Regions from separate parts of the Mus musculus genome. Here region 2 is linked to region 1. The links are chromatin contacts, called in public HiChIP or PLAC-seq maps. All regions are on one chromosome and are shown on one strand. Each heading gives the region's core, a stretch centred on a gene start, on an enhancer-like site or on the middle of the called end of the contact. The rest is flanking DNA. Distances are from core to core; before and after follow the strand shown. Region 1 holds the start of Ttbk1 (tau tubulin kinase 1). Region 2 holds the start of Rpl7l1 (ribosomal protein L7-like 1).

Evidence for each region. HiChIP or PLAC-seq counts read pairs in DNA pulled down with a chosen protein or histone mark.
Region 2: a contact with region 1 is called in an H3K4me3 HiChIP or PLAC-seq map of embryonic limb bud, with 2.9 times the contacts expected there. The contact joins the promoter of Rpl7l1 here to the promoter of Ttbk1 in region 1. A contact is called at or near these places in 2 of 39 promoter capture datasets (both in liver), 3 of 115 datasets of contacts at active chromatin or transcription factors (embryonic limb bud, memory CD8 T cells and pancreatic cancer cells) and 2 of 9 other capture datasets (liver and macrophages).

The regions. Positions count from the first base shown.
Region 1 is chr17:46,486,104-46,490,651 of GRCm38.p6, forward strand. It overlaps Ttbk1 (tau tubulin kinase 1), which reads right to left and starts at 1,572. Exons shown (of 15, transcript NM_001162864.1): 1 at 1,323-1,572.
Region 2 is chr17:46,780,121-46,784,813 of GRCm38.p6, forward strand. It overlaps Rpl7l1 (ribosomal protein L7-like 1), which reads right to left and starts at 2,536. Exons shown (of 7, transcript NM_025433.3): 1 at 2,499-2,536; 2 at 1,663-1,771; 3 at 271-431. The coding sequence starts at 2,512.

The DNA of each region.
Region 1 (4,548 bases), core at 322-2,821:
TGGTTGAATACATACCTAGCATGTTTAAGGCGCCAGTTTCAACTCCCAACATCATCTTTAAAAAAATTAATAAAAAGGGGGGCTGCGGGCCTGCCAAGACCATTCTGTGGGAAAAAGCCCTTGCCATCCGTTTTGATAACCCACGATTGATTCCTGAGACCCTTGTGGTCAAAAGAGGGAAGCTGCTCCTGTAATTTGTCCTCTGACCTCCACATGAGCACTGTGGCAGGTGTGTACCCTCTACGCACAAAATAAGCAAATAAAATGTGATCAGGGGGTGAGGGGTTGAGTACTTGCTAACAAGAAGTACAAGGCCCTACATTCAGTCCCCAGTACTGAAAAGAAGAAGGAGAAGAAGGAGAAGAAGGAAGAAAATTGTTGAGCAACCTAGGTGGGCGTCTCAGTCCTGCCTAGTGTGGCTCTGCAGGTGGATGAAGAAACTCTGTGTGCTGTTCACACTTGGTACTCAAGGAAATCTTAAAGGAATGGGTGAGGAGAGAAAAGTAGGACCCGGCCATCCTGTCCACCTCCCTTCCCAGGGGATGCTTCCGAAGAGCCCACTTAGCCCAGATTGGGTTGACAAGCTTGGCTGACCAGCTACTCAGGTCCCTTTGTGTGTGTGTGTGTGTGTGTGTGTGTGTGTGTGTGTGTGTGTGTGTGTGTGTAGGCATGGCTGTGTGCATGCATGAGAATGTGGGCCAAGTGGCAAGAGCAAGCAAGCTAAGTGCTTCGGAGCTTATCGTGGTTTGGGAGCAGAAGAGTTGATGTGCGGCTCTTCAAGGCGTGAGGCCGGAATGTGTGGGAATCTCAGAGTCCAGGTTAGGAGAGGTGAAGCCACGAGGAACAGGAGAAAAGAGGTCTGGAGGAGAGTGCAGCGAGCAGGGTAAGTCGGAGTGACAGGAGGAGGGGAGGAGAGAGGAGGTAAGTAAGACAAGAGACTGGCGGAGATCATGGTGGCAGGGACAGTGACAGGACCACGGGAGGGGCTTCTGGGCACGGCTGGGAAGTAAAAGGGAAGCTGGTAGGGACTGAGGATGGAAGAGAGGGTCTGGAGACATCTTCACGACCTGCCAGAGGTGACAGGAGGGAAATCACAGGGACAAGGGACGCGGGGTTGGAGGGTGGGTCTGTGCGGGGGCTGGGAGCCGCTCCAGGCCTCGGGCTGTGGCCCAGGGAGTGTAGGCCGGCGTCCCGGCTCCTAGCGGCAGCGGCGACGACCGCTGCGGGACAGGAGCCGAGCCCTGGGAGGTGAGCCCGGCGGGAGGCCCGATGTACCCCAGGAGGGACCCCCGGCCCACCCTCCCGGCCCCGCCCCGCCTCACCTGCTCGGTGTCCGCTGCGGCTGCGGCTGCGGCTGCGGCGGCGGCGGTGAAGGCAGCGGCGCGGGGCGGCGCATCCCCCGGGGCCGGGGCGGGGCGGGGGCGGCTCAGTGCAGCGCTGGGCGGCCCGCTCCCTCCGGCGGTGGCGGCGGCGGCCTCCCGACCGCGACCATCCCGGCCCGGCCCGGCCCGGCCCCGATCCTCCTCGGGCGACGGCGGCGGCTGCGAAGTGGGGAGCTGCCCACAATGCACTGCGCCGCCAGCATCAGCACCAGCCCTGACATCACCGCCCCACCGCCCTGGCCCTTACATCACTGCCGTTTTTTTTTTTTTTTTTTTCCTGACATCACGTTCCACTCTGCCCCCCTAGACTCTGCCCGGGAACTCTCATATGGTCTCGTTACAGCTACCAGGTTCTCTTAACTGATCTATGCCGTTCACTTGACCATAGGCTCCTTCCTTACCTGTTCCCAGAAACCTCTCTTGTCTCCATCACCTTTTATCTCCCCCACTTCGCAGAATATCTCCTTTACTCCTTGCCTGACCCCACTAGACTCACCTGGTCCCCGATTCCATCCTCCACATAGCCACTGTACTTCCCTCTTAAGCCTTCTCCTCAACCTGTGCCTGTCCTTCCCATATGGCTCTGTCACGATCTCTCCTAACAGCATCCCACATCTGGACATACTACCCCTCATCTGTAACCCTCTCCTCATCAAGTTCTTGCTTGCCTTTTCTCCTGGTTTACCTTCTCTTTCTTAGGCCCTTTCTTCCAACTGTTGACAGACTCAATCACTGTTTCTTATTGCTTACCAAATAAGATACACACTCTTTACTGTGACATTAAAAACTCTTTCCAACATATGCCCATAAGGCTATTACTCTCCTGACAGATGGGGATTACTCAATATTCTCAGAGTATACTCTGCGCTTTGCCTCTCTCGGTTCCTCCCCTGTTGCTTATACCCTCCACGAATGTAGAGGGAGCATCTTCAACAACAATAATAATAGCAGCAGGTACACCTGCCAGACACATTAACTTTTGTAATCTTTATAAGTATCTTAGAAAGAAAGATCACTCACTGTGCAAGCTTAAAGACCCGAATTTGGTTCCTAGCACCAGAGTTAAAGGCCAGGAGCTGTGGTGGGTGTCTCCAGACCCAGCTCGGGGGAAACAGACAGTCAAATCCTCAGAGCTTTTTGGACAATCTAGCTCCAGGTTCAGTGAAAGAAGAGACCCTATAACAAAGCAATAAAGAAGAGAACACACACACACAGAGACAGAGAGAGAGACAGAGACAGAGAGAGATACAGAGAGAGACAGAGAAAGGGACAGAGACAGAGAGAGACAGACAGACACAGAGAGACAGACAGAGAAAGAGTGAAAAAGCTGGCAAGATAACTTGATAGGATAAAAGTGTTTGCCTCAGAGGCCTACCTGACAACCTAAGTTCTGTTCATAGAACTCGTAGTGGAAGGAGAGAGGCAATGACTACAAAGTTGTCTCTGACTTTCACATATGCACTAAAGCATGGGCACACCTGGCACACACAGGCCCACACTCAGATATACAAATCATGCACACACACATAATAATAATATAACAATAATAATACATTTTAGCCGGGCAGTGGTGGCTCACGCCTTTAATCCCAGCACTTGGGAGGCAGGGGCAGGTGGATTTCTGAGTTCCAGGCTAGCCTGGTCAACAGAGTAAGTTCCAGGACAGCCAGGGCTATACAGAGAAACCATGTTTCAAAAAACCAAATAATAATAATAAGCCGGGCGTGGTGGCACACACCTTTAATCCCAGCACTTGGGAGACAGAGGCAGGTGGATTTCTGAGTTCGAGGCCAGCCTGGTCTACAGAGTGAGTTCCAGGACAGCCAGGGCTATACAGAGAAACCCTGTCTCGAAAAACCAAAATAAATAAATAAATAATAACAATAATACATTTTAAGAGAAAGATGAAATGTTTTCAGGAAAGTAGATGCCACTGAAATCATTGTGTTAAGTGAATAAGCAGACTCAAAAAGACAGATACTTTATGTTTTCTGTCAAATGTAGGACCTCGTCTGGCAGTGTAGAAAGGAGCCTGAGGCCAAACCATGGTTTAAGGTGGAAGAAGAGAAGCAAGTCCCAAAGGTTGCCCTCTGACCTCCACACACGCTCCATGGCATTGAAGCACACGTGTGTGCACACATGCGAAAGCATTTCTAAAATTGTGTGTGTCGTGAAACAAGAAAGCAGCCCATGAAAAAGGTAGAAGAGATCCTAAGGGAGTAGAGAGGGTGATGGAGTAGGTATGTGTGATAAGGAAGCAGAGGGGGAATTGGAGGGAAGAAAGGGGTCCAGGCAGGGGGGACAATTCATAAGACGAGGGCAGTGGGGCAGATACTGAACAAGAACAAAATATAGTCACACATACGTACAAAACGACGCCATGCAATCTCTCCCTTCATATGCTAACCTTTAATAAGAAAGGGTGGGGCAGAGACACAGCTGTTCAAATGCTTGCTACTCAAGCAGGAGAACAGAGATTCATCACATCAAACCGCCATGTGAAAGACAAAACAAAGCTAAGTCTACAGTGTGGGCTGGAGTCCCAGAGCTGCTGTGTGGTGACTGACTAGCTAGTCTAACCAAACTGGGGGTGGGAGAGGGGGCTCCGGGTTCAATGAGATACTCTCTCAACAAACAAGATGGAGAGCCATTGAGGAAGATACCTGAGATCAACCTCTGGCCTCTATAAGAGCATACACACACACACACAAACAGAGAGAGAGAGAGAGAGAGAGAGAGAGAGAGAGAGAGAGAGAGAGAGAGAGAGAGAGCAGAAACACAGACAGACACACAGACACACACAAACAGACACGCAGATATGCAGACATGCAGACAGACAGACAGAATGAGAATTTTTAAAAAAAGAGTCTAGGCCAGTATGCTTTAATCCCATCACTTAGGCGACAGAGACAGATGGATCTCTGTGAGTTGGAGGCCCTCTGGTCTTCAAAAGGAGTTCCAGGACAGCCAGAATTACACAGAGAAACCCTGTCCTGAAAAAACAAAACAAAATAAGTTTTCTATGTCTCTTGGAGCTGGGACGTAGCTCAGGTAGTAGGGAGCCTGCTTTGGAAGCTCAAGGCTCTGGGCGAAATCCCCACTTTTCTCCTTTCCAGTCTGTCTACATTTCTACTTAAGATGTTCAATTTTTCTCATAACTTTCCTT
Region 2 (4,693 bases), core at 1,286-3,785, 290 kb after region 1:
CACCCACATGGTGGCTCACAACCATCTGTAATGGGATCTAATGCCCTCTTCTGGTGTGTCTGAAGACAGCTACAGTGTACTCATATACATAAAATAAATCTAAAAAAAAAAAAAAAAAAAAAGAGCCCCACCTTCACCCTGAGTGTCCTTATGTCACCCATGGTCCTAATTCCGAATCCTAGCCAATCTTCTGTAGTAGGTTAGGCTTTGTCTCCCTACAGAGCCATCTGAAGTTGAACCAAGGACTCTGAAAACACACTGGTACTGTACCTTTCCATGCGTATAACGAAGGCCAAGGGATGTTTATCAGGCACCTCCAAAGCACGAGGCTTCACCTCCAGCCGCTGGACACGCACCTTGTCACGTTGCTGTCGCCAGGAATCATGCACGAAAGATTCTAGTCGTCTGAACCTGAATTGCTTTCCTTTTCTCTGTGGCAGAGAAGACACGCATCAGCATCTCTTCCCCTCCACAGTTAACCCAGGACCATTAGTAAGAGAGCTCAGCTCTCAAACGTTCTGCAAAGTGGGCAGACCATTACCTAAGGGGCACATGAAGAGGCCAGATGGAACTGAGAGATGTAAGAGCAGTCAGTGCTCTTAAGGGCTGAAGAAAAGTTTGTGGTGAGCTCATATGCTGGTAACATTTAATACAGGTGTTTAGGAAACTCAACACTATATTAGGCATCATTAAACAAGAGGATTTTCTTCTCTTTGCGTTCAAAAATCCTGTACATACTGTGTGCAGAATCTACACATTGGTTTTTCGAGACAGGGTTTCTCTGTGTAGCCCTGGCTGACCTGGAACTCACTTTGTAGACCAGGCTGACCTCGAACTCAGAAATCCGCCTGCCTTTGCCTCCCGAGTGCTGGGATTAAAGGTGAGCCACCATGACCAGGAATTTTTTTTTAATTAGATATTTTCTTTATTTACATTTCAAATACTATCCCGAAAGTTCCCTATACCCTCCCCCCAAAGATTTATTTATTATTATATGTAAGTACACTGCAGCTGTCTTTACACACACCTGAAGAGGGAGTCAGATCTCATTATAGGTGGTTGTGAGCTACCATGTGGTTGCTGGGATTTGAACTCAGGACCTTCCGAAGAGCAGTCAGTGCTCTTAAGGGCTGAGCCATCTCTCCAGCCCACACGTGATTCTAAATAAACTTTTAAAATTGTTGGATACTTTTGGTTTGAGACAGGTTCTCTTTATATAGCCAAACTCTCCATTTTCCTGTCTCAACCTTCTAGAATGCTGAAAAGTGTGCCACAGATAGCAATTTAATCGCAGCATTCTAGAGGCCTAAGTAGGCTGATCTGTTAGTTTGAGGCCAGCCTGGTCATACAGTATTCCAGACCATATGTACAGACCCCATCTAAGAAACAAACCAACCCCAACAAAACATTTTTAAAATAATCTATTTTTTTCCCTGCCAAATTTGGTTTTACCACTAAATTTGAATTCAGAAAATGTCTTCACTTTTCCCTTAAAGGCTGGTCTAACATTTTGCTCACAGAAAGATGGTGGGTAAATCTTTGCTAAATGGAGGACTATGAGGGAGAAACCTGTGAGGGATCTGATAACAAATCTAGTTCAACGAACACCGTTTAGTAAAATCCGTCCACTACAAATCCTAACCCCCCCCCTCTCAGAATTACCTCTCTCTTTGCCAAAAGTGCCTGCTTTGCCTGAGTGGCTTTGAGGGCTTGATAAGCCTTCCTCTTTTTCAGAAGATTTTCTGGAACCAAAGGAATTTTTTTTCTTTCCCTGATAAAGGAACAAATTTGACATTAATGAAAATTGCCAAACCAACATTTGGTGGCTTTCCAAACCAATTCGAGATCCTGGTCTTCCCGGGACCTAAAGTTTCTGATGAGTCTTCGCCGTGCTCCTGTAATGCTCACTCGTCCCGAGAGCCTTTAAAAATCAGGAAAAACCTTTGCTCTCTGGGTTCGTTTTGGTCCGTGGAGCTTTAACAACTGTAGGCTATGACCTGTCACTAGCGGCAAGGAAATTCTAGTAAAATCCAGAAAGGGGCTATCACAGATCCATCAAGAAGAGTAATGATTAAGTCGAGCTAGGATGAGGTGGGGGGGGGGGGCACATGAAAGCAGGAGGGGGAATTGGGGGGAAAGAGCTTGGTGGAAGACGCAGGGGAATAAGAGATGATGGGGAGGTGATACGATCAAAATACACTGTACGTGTGTACCAAACTGTGAAAGACATGACAGCCAAGCTGAGCGAACTCAACTCTGGCGCTACGCAGCCACTCGCCCCTCCGAACCTCAGTTCCTCTTCTCGCTGCTTCCAAAGTCGTCCCGATCCCTGGTCGCGGAGCCCTACAGCATCTCAGCCCCCACCTTGACTTCATACTATGGAGCCTTTTTCTTTTCTCTCCACAGCCCACAGCTTCCTTTTGTATCACCAGAGTACAAACAGAAAGGATGGCATCGGATCCTCAAAGCCCCATAGAGAGATCCGAAGACACACTCACCCTTCCTCCGCCATCTTTCCGGTGCTTCAGCTACTGCGCTTGCGCAGCCTCACCGGGCGGGGTAGAGAGGCCCGCCTCGACGTCTCTTGTATCATAGAGACGGACTCTCGCTCCCGCAGGAGGACTCAGGCAGCCTGAGATTCCTTAGCGAATGTGAGCGTCTGGGAAAAGGTCTTGCTAGCCAGGATTCCGGCAAAAAACCCTCCAGTTTTCTTCCCATCCCTTCTAAGGTCTCTAGAGTCTGACACCCGTCTGGATCCAACCCTTTTCAGTTAGGCTGTAGGGTCTCGAACTCGGCCGCTTGTGAACAATTTAAAGGCTTTCCACAATGCATCTGCAGCTTCCGCTACGGCACGGGCTCTACAGAAGTTGGCCGCCTTGCTTAGGTGAGGTTTTTATTCCCGGAGACTTGAAGGACCGACGTGGCACTCACATTTGGTGGGCGGTTATTTGTGGAGGATTTGCGGAAATAAAAATGTGTCACCTACTCTGTGAGCCTTTGAATTCCTCACCTTTCTGCATCTCGGCTTCCTCATCCGTACAATGAATATCTACGGGTTCCCAGTGGCCGCCAGGGGGCTCCTTAAGATTTACAAAGCCTTAGCACAAGTTGGGTAAACAGTGGAGCCAGAAACTAGAAATGCTCCATTTCCATCTCAGAGCCTTCACTTGTTTAAGTTTCTCAGAATTTACTCCCATTGCCACATACTAGCACAGTGCTGTTTTATGCTAGCACAGTGCTGTTTTATGCTCTAGCCTAGGACAACGCCACTATATAACACTAGAAAGGGTCGCCACCCACAGCCTTTATCCTACACCTTTGGCTTATGGGCAGGAGACTTTTCTTATTTTCTGTGTCTCTTCTGCACCTCACTACACCACTTCACTACAGTGGGACTCTGCAAGGAATTGTTGAGTACCCAAGGACTGATACATGATGTTGGAACACACTAAAAAACTAGTCCACTCAACACGCTAATGTCATTACCAGATGAATGTCAAAGGAGATTAAGGGCACGACCTCTTCCGGCCTCCTGCACCAGGCATACCAGGTATTCTAAACTATTCCATGGATTGCGCTAGAACCATGCTTGTTTTTAAGTTTCCTCAAAAATCTCTGTCCGGGGCTGGTGAGATGGCTCAGTGGGTAAAAGCACCCGACTGTTCTTCCGAAGGTCCAGAGTTCAAATCCCAGCAACCACATGGTGGCTCACAACCATCTGTAACAAGATCTGACGCCCTCTTCTGGAGTGTCTGAAGACAGCTACAGTGTACTTACATATAATAATAATAATAATAATAATAATAATAATAATAATAATAATAATAATAAAATATATATATATGTCCCATATTGGGTGAGCCACTTGTCTATGTGACAGAGAAAGAAGAGCAAAATAAAAAATAAAAACAATAGTCCTAGTGGGGACTGTCGCTGCTCATCTCATAATATTTGCTTGTTTTTAAAGATTTATTTATTTATTTATTTATTTTACTTATATGAAAACGCTGTAGCTGTCTTCAGACACACCAGAAGAGGGCCTCAGATCTCTTTACAGATGGTTATGAGCTACCATGTGGTTGGTAGGAATTGAACTCAGGACCTCTGGAAGAGCAGTCAGTGCTCTTAACTGCTGAGCCATCTCACCAGTCCTCATTTTTTTGGTTTTTGGAGACAGGGTTTCTCTGTGTAGCCTTCGCTATCCTGGAACTCACTCTGCACACAGTCTGGCCTCAAACTCAAAGGTCCTCCAACCTCTGCCTCCTGAACACTGAGATTAAAGGTGTTAACCACCACTGCCTGGCTCACCTCTTATTCTTTTGATTTTAATTTAATGCTCTAAAATTTTTGTTAAAGTATAAATGTCATCTTAAAAGTTGGAAGAGCCGGGCGTGGTGGCGCACGCCTTTAATTCCAGCACTTGGGAGGCAGAGGCAGGCGGATTTCTGAGGTCGAGGCCAGCCTGGTCTACAGAGTGAGTTCCAGGACAGCCAGGGCTATACAGAGAAACCCTGTGTCGAAAAACCAAAAAAAAAAAAAAAAAGTTGAAAGATTAGCCGGGCGCGGTGGCGTACGCCTTTAATCCCAGCTCTCGGGAGGCAGAGGCAGGCGGATTTCTGAGTTCGAGGCCAGCCTGGTCTACAAAGTGAGTTACAGGACAGCCAGGGTTACACAGAGAAACCCTGTCTCAAAA